Regions from separate parts of the Sus scrofa genome. Here region 1 is linked to region 2. Evidence: chromatin contacts called from public HiChIP or PLAC-seq data. All regions are on one chromosome and are shown on one strand. Each heading gives the region's core, a stretch centred on a gene start, on an enhancer-like site or on the middle of the called end of the contact. The rest is flanking DNA. Distances are from core to core; before and after follow the strand shown.

Region 1 (4,819 bases), core at 509-3,008, 40 kb before region 2:
TTGGAGCTACAGCTACTGGTCTATGCCACAGGCCACAGCCACAGCGACTACACAACAGTTTAAGGCAGCGCTGGATCCTTAACCTGCTGAGCAAGGCCAGGGATCCAATCCACCTCCTTATGGATACTAATGGGGGTCTGTTAGCTGCAGAGTCACGACGGGAACTCCCTGGAGATAGTCTTTTTTTTTTTTTTTTGGTCTTTTTGCTATTTCTTGGGCCGCTCCCGCGGCATATGGAGGTTCCCAGGCTAGGGGTCGAATTGGAGCTGTAGCCACCGGCCTACGCCAGAGCCACAGCAACGCGGGATCCGAGCCGCGTCTGCAACCTACACCACAGCTCACGGCAACGCCGGATCGTTAACCCACTGAGCAATGGCAGGGATCGAACCCGCAACCTCATCGTTCCTAGTCGGATTCGTTAACCACTGCGCCACCACGGGAACTCCAAGTCTTTTTTGTTGTTGTTGCTTTTTAGGGCTGCACCTGTGGCATATGGAGGTTCCCAGGCTAGGGGTCGAATCCGAGCTCCAGCTACCGGCCTACACCACAGCCACAACCACGAAGGATTCGATCTGCGCCTGCGACCTACATCACAGCTCAGGGCAATGCCGGATCCCTAACCCACTAACTGAGGCCAGGGATCGAACCTCTAACCTCATGGTTCCTAAGTCGGATTCGTTTCCGCTGCACTATAATGGGAACTCCCCATAGGGCTATTTCTGATATTTGCTTATATTTAATTTTACACTTTATGTTGTGCAGCATTGCTTTTTTAGTTCCCGTCTTGTTTCTCTAAAGAGATTGCAGCTCCCTAAAGCTTAGTCCAGCGCAGTACTAGGCACAAAGCAAACAGGGCATAATTTTAAAATTGCCACTCTCATAGAAACTCGAAAGATATTAAGACTATATCAAGGAACACAGTAGTTGGTTGGCTCTTCATCCCTGTCAAGAAATGTACTTTCTCAAACTTAAAGTGCAAAATAATCACAGGGGTTATTAAAAATTCATATTCTGATTCAGTAGGTCTGGGTGGAGCCAGATAATCTACATTTCTAACAAGCGCCCAAGTCATGCAGGTACTTTTGGGTTTGCAAACCACGTTTTGAACCGCAAGTAAAGGAATGGGCAAAAGGAAGGCAGATGCTTTACTCCAAAATATATTTTTGCAGAGCGTTAATTAAAAAGAAGTACGATTAGAGTGGACCCAGGCGGAGTACTTCTTACCCAAACTCAGAACACCTCCATCTCCCCTCCGAGTCCAGCCAAAGTCCCCACCTTAGTAAACCGTAAGAACACAAGCAGCAACAGGCCCAGCTATGGCAGATGCGAGCCCAGGTAACAAAAGAAGATCTCCCTGCACTTACTAGTCTAAGAGGCCAGGGGTTCGATGACGTCCCGGGAGTAGCCGCTCCCTCGCCATAAAGAAAAATTCAAAATTAAGACCTTATCGTGGAGGGACCAATCATAGCCTTTGTCTCTTCACCATTTGCTCTCTGCGTAGTGCAGGAGCGCAGCCTAGCTTCTGACTGGCTGAGGTTGCACCACGTTCTGGCCAATCAGAGCTGAGGCGCTTCTAGTATGAATAGGGGGAAGGCGGGAGCGAAGTGGAGGGGAAGCAGCCGAGGAAAGGTGTGTCACGTCCCCGTTGTCGCTTGTGGAAGCTTTTGTGTAATTGGTTGGCTCTTCTTCCAATTGCACCAATCGGAAGCTCTTCTCTGAGGAACTCTAACTGTGAAATTGAAAGTAGAGATGAGGATGCAGCCAATGGAAGAAAAAAAATGTATAGCAGCCAATCCTCCTGCGGCGTTTTGTGTCCTCGCCCAACAAGAAAATGTGTTTCATGCGTAGGGGCGTCTCCCAATCGCCAATGGGCGGGCACTGGTGAAGCGGAGGAACCAATGAGTGCGAGGTGTTGAGTGACAGCTGTCCAATAGGGACCCTCAGTGCTAGTACGGTTTACGGCTTAAGCGCCGCCGCCGTGGTCTGAGGAATGTCAACTATTCAACATGGAGGCGGAGGTCGATAAGCTTGAACTGATGGTGAGTGTAAAGTGAAGGAGATCTGCTGGGTAGTTCATTTTTCCCGGATGGCCTCCAAGGTGGAACGCAATTAGGAGTCGCCGGAAATCCTGGGTGGTGGAGGCTGGACTAGACTAGCTCCCTCCTCCTGCACCGAAGGGAGTCGCCACCGCCTGGTTTCTTTTAACCGCCACGGGGAAAGGCGTTACATCCGGGAAACTCGTGAGGGAAATGGCGGGAGATGCTGAGGGTGCGGGGCCTTTGGAATTCCTTGTTCCTTGACCTCATCTTTCCGCCTCTTAAGGAGCTGTGGCTGGTGCAGACAGCCTTCTGTGTATTTCCACCAAAAAGGCGTGATTGGAATGGTTCCTTTACACCCTAAGAAGGGGCGAGGTCGTTTGCACTCCGAGAAACGGGCATGGAGGGTGGGGTGGGAGTAAACCGAGAGGGGCGGAGAGAAATCCCTTTAGGACTGAACCGTCACATTCTCGGCAAGCTGAAAAAGTCTGAGATAGGATTCTAGACTTGTGTGCATAACTTCCTATCGGCCAAGGAAGCTCCTCGTTTCTCTTTGGCCCTTCGGTGAGGGAGAGAAGGGAATCTGAACCAGGAGCTCCTTTCCTGGAGCGCGGGCGGGACTGGGACGTGGACGGCACCCCTGCTCTGGAGTTGCCTAGTTTCATTCATTGTGAAAGTAGGGGGCGGGGGCGAGTAACTGGAAAGGACTCCTGCTGCTGCTTGGCCTGCAGGAGCGCGCCAAATTGCAGGCCGTCCTAGTTTCTCCTTTGGATCCTTGCCTTACTTGTTCTCTTTATTCTCTCCCTTCCATCCCTAAATTACCCACTTGGTCGCCCGCGCTTTTTTTCTTTTTAGTTCCCTTGTTCTGTCTTCAGTCTTTTCCCCTCCTGTATTACATGTGTTTGGATTGGGCTGACTTCCTTTAAAATGTGGAATTTGGAGGGCTCATCCATTATTGAATTCCTGTCCTTTTTTTGTTAAAGGAAAATAACAAGATTAAGTAAAGAAGCCATCTCCATCGCAGTCCTTTCCTCCTACCACTGCCATTCCCTGGCATTACTGCTCAGGTATCATTGTGCCTTTGCTGCTTCCTTCAAGATGAACCTTGGGTCTCTTAAATACCTGCAACACTTAAATACCTGCAACGTGTAGTGATCTTGGAAGAAACAGTATCATCGTCACACCCCATTCCCACCCCCAGAAAGTTTGAGACCTTGATGTATGTTAGTATTTTTTTTTCTAAGATATTAAATGAATTGTAGTGTTTTAGTGTCTCGCATATACAGAATCAACTTTCATTTGCTTTCAGTTGTTTCTGAAATTTTAATTTTCTTTTGCGGGGAGTGTGTGTGGAAATTGGAAAGGTAAGAAATGGCTGCAAAGAAGGCAGCTTTTCTGTTTCTTTTTTTTTTTTTTTTTTTTCTTGCCATTTCTTGAGCCGCACCCGCGGCATATGGAGATTCCTAGGCTAGGGGTCGAATCGGAGCTGTAGCCACCAGCCTACGCCAGAGCCACAGCAACTCGGAATCTGAGCTGCGTCTGCAACCTACACCACAGGTCCCGGCAACACCGGATCCCTAACCCACTGAGAAAAGCCAGGGATTGAACCCGCAACCTCATGGTTCCTAGTCAGATTCCTTAACCACTGAGCCACGACGGGAACTCCAGAAGGCAGCTTTTCAAACCTAACTTTTAGTTCAAAATTTTGTTATTCTTACCATTAACTGTCTTTCAGAAATGCAAACATGTTAAGTATTGTAGTTCGATTCTATCAACAGGCAAAGATGTTAATATGGTCTTGCCTTCTCCATTATTATTCCTCACTCCAGATGGGTATCTCTGACTAATTATAGGATGCTAAGTGATACTAATTATGCTCTTAACAGTATTTTTCCCCTTCAGGTTTTAATTTTGAGGTACTACTTAACCCTTTTCCGAATTTTGCATTAGAGTCAATATTCTCCCAGGATATTTTTTATGGCTTTTTTTTTCCCCCTGCTTTTTTTAGGGCCATACCTGCAGCATAAGGAGGTTCCCAGGCTAGGGGTCTAATCCGAGCTACAGCTAAGGGCCTAGGCCACAGCCACAGCCACAGCCACAGCCACTCCAGAACGGAGCTGCCTCTGCGACCTTCACCACAGCTCACAGCAATGCCGGCTTCTTATCTCATTGAGCAAGGCCAGGGATCAAACCTTCAACCTCATGGTTCTTAGTCGGATTCGTTTCTGCTGTGCCACAGTGGGAACCCTCCAGGATATTTTTTAGATTGAACACATTTTAAGGGGAAAACAAGTACATGTACCTCTTGGGAAAAAGTGGGTTTTAGAAAATTTTGAGGTAGCTAGTCTTAAACTTTTAGATAGTTGAATGATGGAGTAGTTTGGAAAAATGCTTTTCATGGAAGAAAGAATAAAGCAGGTTTTTCTTCACAAATTGCTTTTAAGTAACTTAGTCATAGCCTTTTTTTTTTTCTTCTTTTCCCTGTTCAAACTATGAGCTTATTATTAGTTTGTTTCCATAATCATTAGGGTTTAAAAATTGTGTTTGAACTGTTATTATAGTTTTATTATTACCATTTTATATTGATTGGATAGTATAAAGGACTGCATCTCTTCTTTAGATTTGCCATGTGAAAAAAATGTTATGTCTGTGAACTGGTTTATTTGCTAATATTCTAAAGGTAAATGATTTCCTGTGCATTCCTCTGATATATGGCTTTATATTACTTAAATAAAGGATTTGTTGAGGAACCAATGTTGAATATTTAATAAGTGAAATAGAAT
Region 2 (5,223 bases), core at 445-2,944:
GGGAGATTTTGGTGGGGGGCATAGGGCGAGGGCAAAAAAGGTCAGTCTTTCCTTAAGGAATTCCGATGGGGCAGACCACAGGTTTCCCCACTACACAGGGTGGTTTAGCATCCTGCCAACTAACTTCTTTTTTGTTCAAGTTAGCCAGAATCCGACTATCCTTGTAAGCAATGACCCCTAATTAATTGTGCAGGTTTTCCAATTTTTTTTCACTATTATGAACTATTGTGATCGTTAAAAATTTGGGGGCTCTTGGGCGAATATATGTAGTAAACAGGAACATATTTTAATATTTATCATACATTGTAATTTGTCTTGCTCCTTTTCTGCTTTACTGGGTTATAAAGACCATGTCTCATTACTCTTTGAAACCCAAGTTAGACAATTTTTTAAATTGAAGTTCACTCATCATAACATTAGCCATTATTAAGGAATTCTGGCCCACTGCATGCAGCGGCTATACATAGCATCTCAATTCCCAAGCCAGGGATTGAACCCCAGGTGCAAGCGGTGAAAGCCTGGCTATCTATCCACTAGACCACCAGGGAACTTCCCCATTAGCCATTATTAAAATGTATAATTGAGGTCATTTTAATTTTTTTTTATTTTTTGTCATTTCTAGGGCCACTCCTGCAGCATATGGAGGTTCCCAGGCTAGGGGTCTAATCAGAGCTGTAGCTGCCGGCTTATGCCAGAGCCACAGCAACGTGGGATCCGAGTCCCGTCTGCAACCTACACAACTCACTACAACGCCGGATCCTTAACTCACTGAGCAAGGCCAGGGATTGAACCCGCAACCTCATGGTTCCTAGTCGGGTTCATTAACCACTGAGCCACGACGGGAACTCCTAAGAAAATTGTTATTGCCCACTTGAAGGTCCAAATGCCTTGGTATTTTAAGAACTTCTTCCTAGATTATTGTTGATTCTCTTCAGGTGCATTCTAGTTGGGTTTAAGGGTAACAGGTGTTTGCAACAAACCGGAACGGAAAATTAAGAATTTCATGTAAACCTTCAATCCTTCTGCAATCTTTCAACACTTTTTACGGTAGAAAATAGTATAAAGCAGATGCTCTGGCACTTTCTGTAGTCTCGTGTCGACAGCTCACCTCAAGCCGAAAGCAATGCAGGGCGGGTGTGGTGTGGTGTGGGTCTGACAGCTACAGAGTCCGTGGTCCCGTCCCCCCACCCCAACAATGACTAGCACTAGGCTTCACAATATGGAGCTTTGCGTCGGTAGGTGGGACGGAAGTCTTAAAAATCTGAGAATCTGGGCTTGCTCCGGGAGAAAGAACCAGCAGTCCCGGTTTCCCAAAGTGCGGGCCACAGGCCACCTACAGCCAATCTCTGAGAGTAAGTTGATTTCGTGGAGCCCCACCTTAGGCTCACCGAATCTGAATACGTAGGGGTGTGGCTCCAGAGTCCGCCTTTTCCATAAACCCTCCAGGTGCTCCTGCTTTTGGCGCGCAAAAGTTTGCGTCCGGTAGAGCGCAGCCCCTCCCCTAAGGGGGGGCGGGCGCGGTCAAACGCCTTCCTCACCGCCGCCTGCTTTAGCTCCGGCCGCAGGCACCCAACCCTGCGGCAGCGAACGGCCAAATCTCGTGTGCGCCCCGCACCGCGGGAACTAGGCGCCCGCCTCTGGCCCGCTGCCTCAGTGCGGCGGCCTGCGCGCATGCGTAATGCGCGCGCCGCGCCTTTCCTCACACCGCGCCTTCCGCTACCCTGGTTACCGTTGGTGTTTGCGAATTCCCTGCAGCACCTTCTTCGCAGGAGACTAGCGCCGTTTCGATACGCGCGCGCCCGCGTCACGTGGGCCGAGGCTCCCTCGCGGTCGCTAGCGGGCTGCTGAGCCGGGAGGAAAGGAGCTGCAGCTACCACTCACCCTCCCGCTGCGTCCTAGGACGGGCGCGCGGATAAAAATGGCGAAGTGGGGGTAGCTGGAGCCGAACCCGAAGCGATGGGGCGCGCGAGTGGGGCGGTCGTCGGAGCCCCCTGACGTGGGCGCTTGGCTGTTCTCCGCGGCGATTTGACCTGGCGACCTCCGGCCGGCGCCTCATAGGTCAGACCACGGACTCCGCGGCTCGCCGAGGGCCCCGCCGAGAGCTGGAGGCAATGGATGAACAGAGCGTTGAGGTGAGGGCTTGGAGGAGGTGGTGGCTGGCTTTCTTCGCCACCCGCTGAGCGCTCTTTATTTGGGGCCCCTTGTCGTAGGGCACCCCCCACCCCGCCGCTGCCGCTGTGGAGAGGGCTGGCCCAGTGCGAAAGACACCGGGTTCGCTCTGCAGCCTCCAGGTGCCCTGTGCTCTGACCGTTCCCGCAGTCAGTCAGGTGGTGCCTATTCGGGCAATTTCAGGATGTCTTGGCACCGGAACTCATCCCCACAGGGTCCTTGTAAACTACAGCCTGTTCAGAGCAAAACTGCAAATTCATTGGATGAACGTGCCCTGGGACTCACCTCCAGTTCTTAAGAGTTTATGCGCGGATCCAAATCTCCCTCCGAGTGAATAATCATTCTCTCCCAGAGTTACAGCTGCCCTTCTTAGATTAGATGAGGATATACTCTTACTCTCCTGTTTGTAGTTTTCCAGTGCAATATACTTTTTATATCTGACTCTTGTATACTGTGATTTCAAATGCTTGGGATATTTACGTCAAGGCTAGGAGCATAAAAAGATGGCTTATTAGACATAATTATATAATTTCAAATTTTGAACATTCCAATTATTAAGATACTAAATCTTGGCTTCTTAGTAAGGGGCAACTATATTTCTGAGCACTCCAGTTCAAACTACTTCATCCAGTAGTCTTACTGTCCACCGCCCAGGGTCTGCATCTCAGTTTCTTTCTGGTCCTGCAGAGTCATGATTAGATTAATTTGCTCCATAATTCCTCATGTGAAAGTATTGTAAAGGTTTTGTTACCTTACCTTGGTTTTAGGAGAGTTTAATTCCTCTAGAATGGAGTGAAAATAAATGTGAATACTGGAGAAATAAACTTAAAATACGTAAAATAATCTACATCTAATTAAATCTGTTTTCTTGTCAGATACTTTCTAGATTGATTCACCTGAAGCTAGTAAAGATAATGCTGTTTCTTCTATTTATGTATTTTTTTTCTTTGCAAAGCCTTCTTAGAGCTAGCGCCAAAATTCTCAATGTGGGGCAGAATTTTAGGCTCAAATAAATAGCTAGTTGGTTGCAGCATTATGGCCTAAATTCAGATTTCTGGATTCTGAATTACATGGTTTCTCTCTCTCTCTCTCTCTCTCTCTTTTTTTTTTTTTTTTTTGTCTTTTTGCCTTTTCTGGGGCCGCTCCCACGGCATATGGAGGTTCCCAGGCTAGGGGTCTAATCGGAGCTGTAGCTGCTGGCCTGTGCCACAGCCACAGCAATGCCAGATCCTTAATCCACTGAGCAAGGCCAGGGATGGAACCCGAAACCTCATGATTCCTAGTTGGTTTCATTAACCACTGAGCCATGACAGGAATTCCTGGTTTCTCTTTGTATCAAAGTACACTGCCATTAATTATCTTTTTATACTTAAAAAATTTATAAAAGCAATCCATTCCCTTTGGGAAATTGCAAAGAAAATTCATAGTGTTCATTCAGTCATATAGTTTGCCCTTTTTTCCTCACTATTATGTATCATAAGGATTTTTTTTCTTTTTATGGCTGCACCTGCAGCATATGGAAATTCCCAGGCTAGGGGTCGAATCAGAGCTGCAGCTGAGGCCTAAACCACAGCCATGGCAACACCAGATCCAAGCTGCATCTGTGACCTGCACCGCAGCTTATGGCAACGCCGGATCCTTAACCCACTGGGTGAGGTCAGGGATTGAACCCTCACCCTCATGGAGACTACTTCAGTTCCTTAACCGACTGAGCCACAATGGGAACTCCATAAGGTTTTTTTTATCATTAAATAATTCAAAAATATTTCTAATGAATGTCACAATCTATGTTAACTGCTGTAATTTTAATATTTCAACATTTGGGCAGTAGCTAGATTCTTATAATTAATGTATCAGTGAAAATATTTGTGCATAAGTCTATGTTTGCATTTCATAATTTTTTTTTTTTTTTTTTGTCCTTTTTGCCATTTCTCCCATGGCACATGGACGTTCCCAGGCTAGGGGTCTAATCGGAGCTGTAACCACCAGCCTATACCAGAGCTACAGCAACACAGTATCCGAGCTGCATCTGCAACCTACACCACAGCTCAGGGCAACACCGGATCCTTAACCCACTGAGCGAGGCCAGGGATTGAACCCGCAACCTCATGATTCCTAATTGGATTCGTTAATCACTGAGCCAAGACAGGAACTCCTGCATTTCATAATTTTTTTCTTAGACTAGAACCATTGTGAAGCTTAGAAAAAAAGGAAGCATCTTTTCCCAAGAGATGTTCTAAAGTATCCTGGACCTTGACTAAACAAGTCCTGATATGGAATATAGTTAAAACTGAGATATTATCAACCCAAAATAAATGTAAATGTCTATTGAATTATTGCAAGCATGCTTTTACTCTTGATTCAGTAGCCTAATCTGATGATCCTTACATCTTACACTATTTACAGAGCATTGCTGAGGTTTTCCGATGTTTCATTTGTATGGAGAAATTGCGGGATGCACGCCTGTGTCCTCATTGCTCCAAGCTTTGTTGTTTCAGCTGTATCAGGGTAAGTTGTATCTCCTTTTATATGTATGCATTTAATATATGTGGGGTATATTGTAAAAATTAACCATTTGTGTTTTTAAAATTTTGCATTTTTATGCCCCTTTTGAAATATGTCTTAAATGAATGTTCCTTAATAGGGAGACCATTGACATATTGCTTAGTACTGTGGAAATGAATTATCATCAAGTGATAATTGCTATGAAGTGTCTGGAAACCAAAGCCCAGTGTGATTTTAGTCTATTTATGTTATTAAACCACTGCACATTTAATAAGTACTTAAAAAGTGCTTGCCTGCCTTATGTTTGGGGTTGAGGATACCAAGATAAATGATAGAAGTGCTTACCCTGCAGGAGCTTAAATCTAATTGAGCAAAAGGACTTAGTGTTTCTATTGAAGAATGTGTAGTGTCATAAAGGGGCACTGATAAATGCTGTGAGACTCAGGAGGAAGTGTTTATGCTTCTTTGTTAGGCTAGAGAAAAAGCTAGTAATGGGTTCAAAGGCAAAGAATAAAATATAGAATCTTTTAGTTAGAAGAGACCTTAGAG

What was found. HiChIP or PLAC-seq counts read pairs in DNA pulled down with a chosen protein or histone mark.
Region 1: an H3K27ac HiChIP or PLAC-seq map of skeletal muscle shows a contact between it and region 2. The contact joins the promoter of SKA2 here to the promoter of TRIM37 in region 2. A contact is called at or near these places in 3 of 47 Hi-C or Micro-C datasets (embryonic fibroblasts, epiblast stem cells and liver) and 2 of 2 datasets of contacts at active chromatin or transcription factors (alveolar macrophages and skeletal muscle).

The regions. Positions count from the first base shown.
Region 1 is chr12:35,430,233-35,435,051 of Sscrofa11.1, reverse strand. SKA2 (spindle and kinetochore-associated protein 2) reads left to right here and starts at 1,758. Exons shown (of 4, transcript XM_003131674.5): 1 at 1,758-2,039. The coding sequence starts at 2,007. It overlaps PRR11 (proline-rich protein 11), which reads right to left and starts at 1,358. Exons shown (of 11, transcript XM_005668999.3): 1 at 1,225-1,358.
Region 2 is chr12:35,389,889-35,395,111 of Sscrofa11.1, reverse strand. It overlaps TRIM37 (E3 ubiquitin-protein ligase TRIM37), which reads left to right and starts at 1,694. Exons shown (of 25, transcript XM_021067287.1): 1 at 1,694-2,132; 2 at 4,576-4,677. The coding sequence starts at 2,112.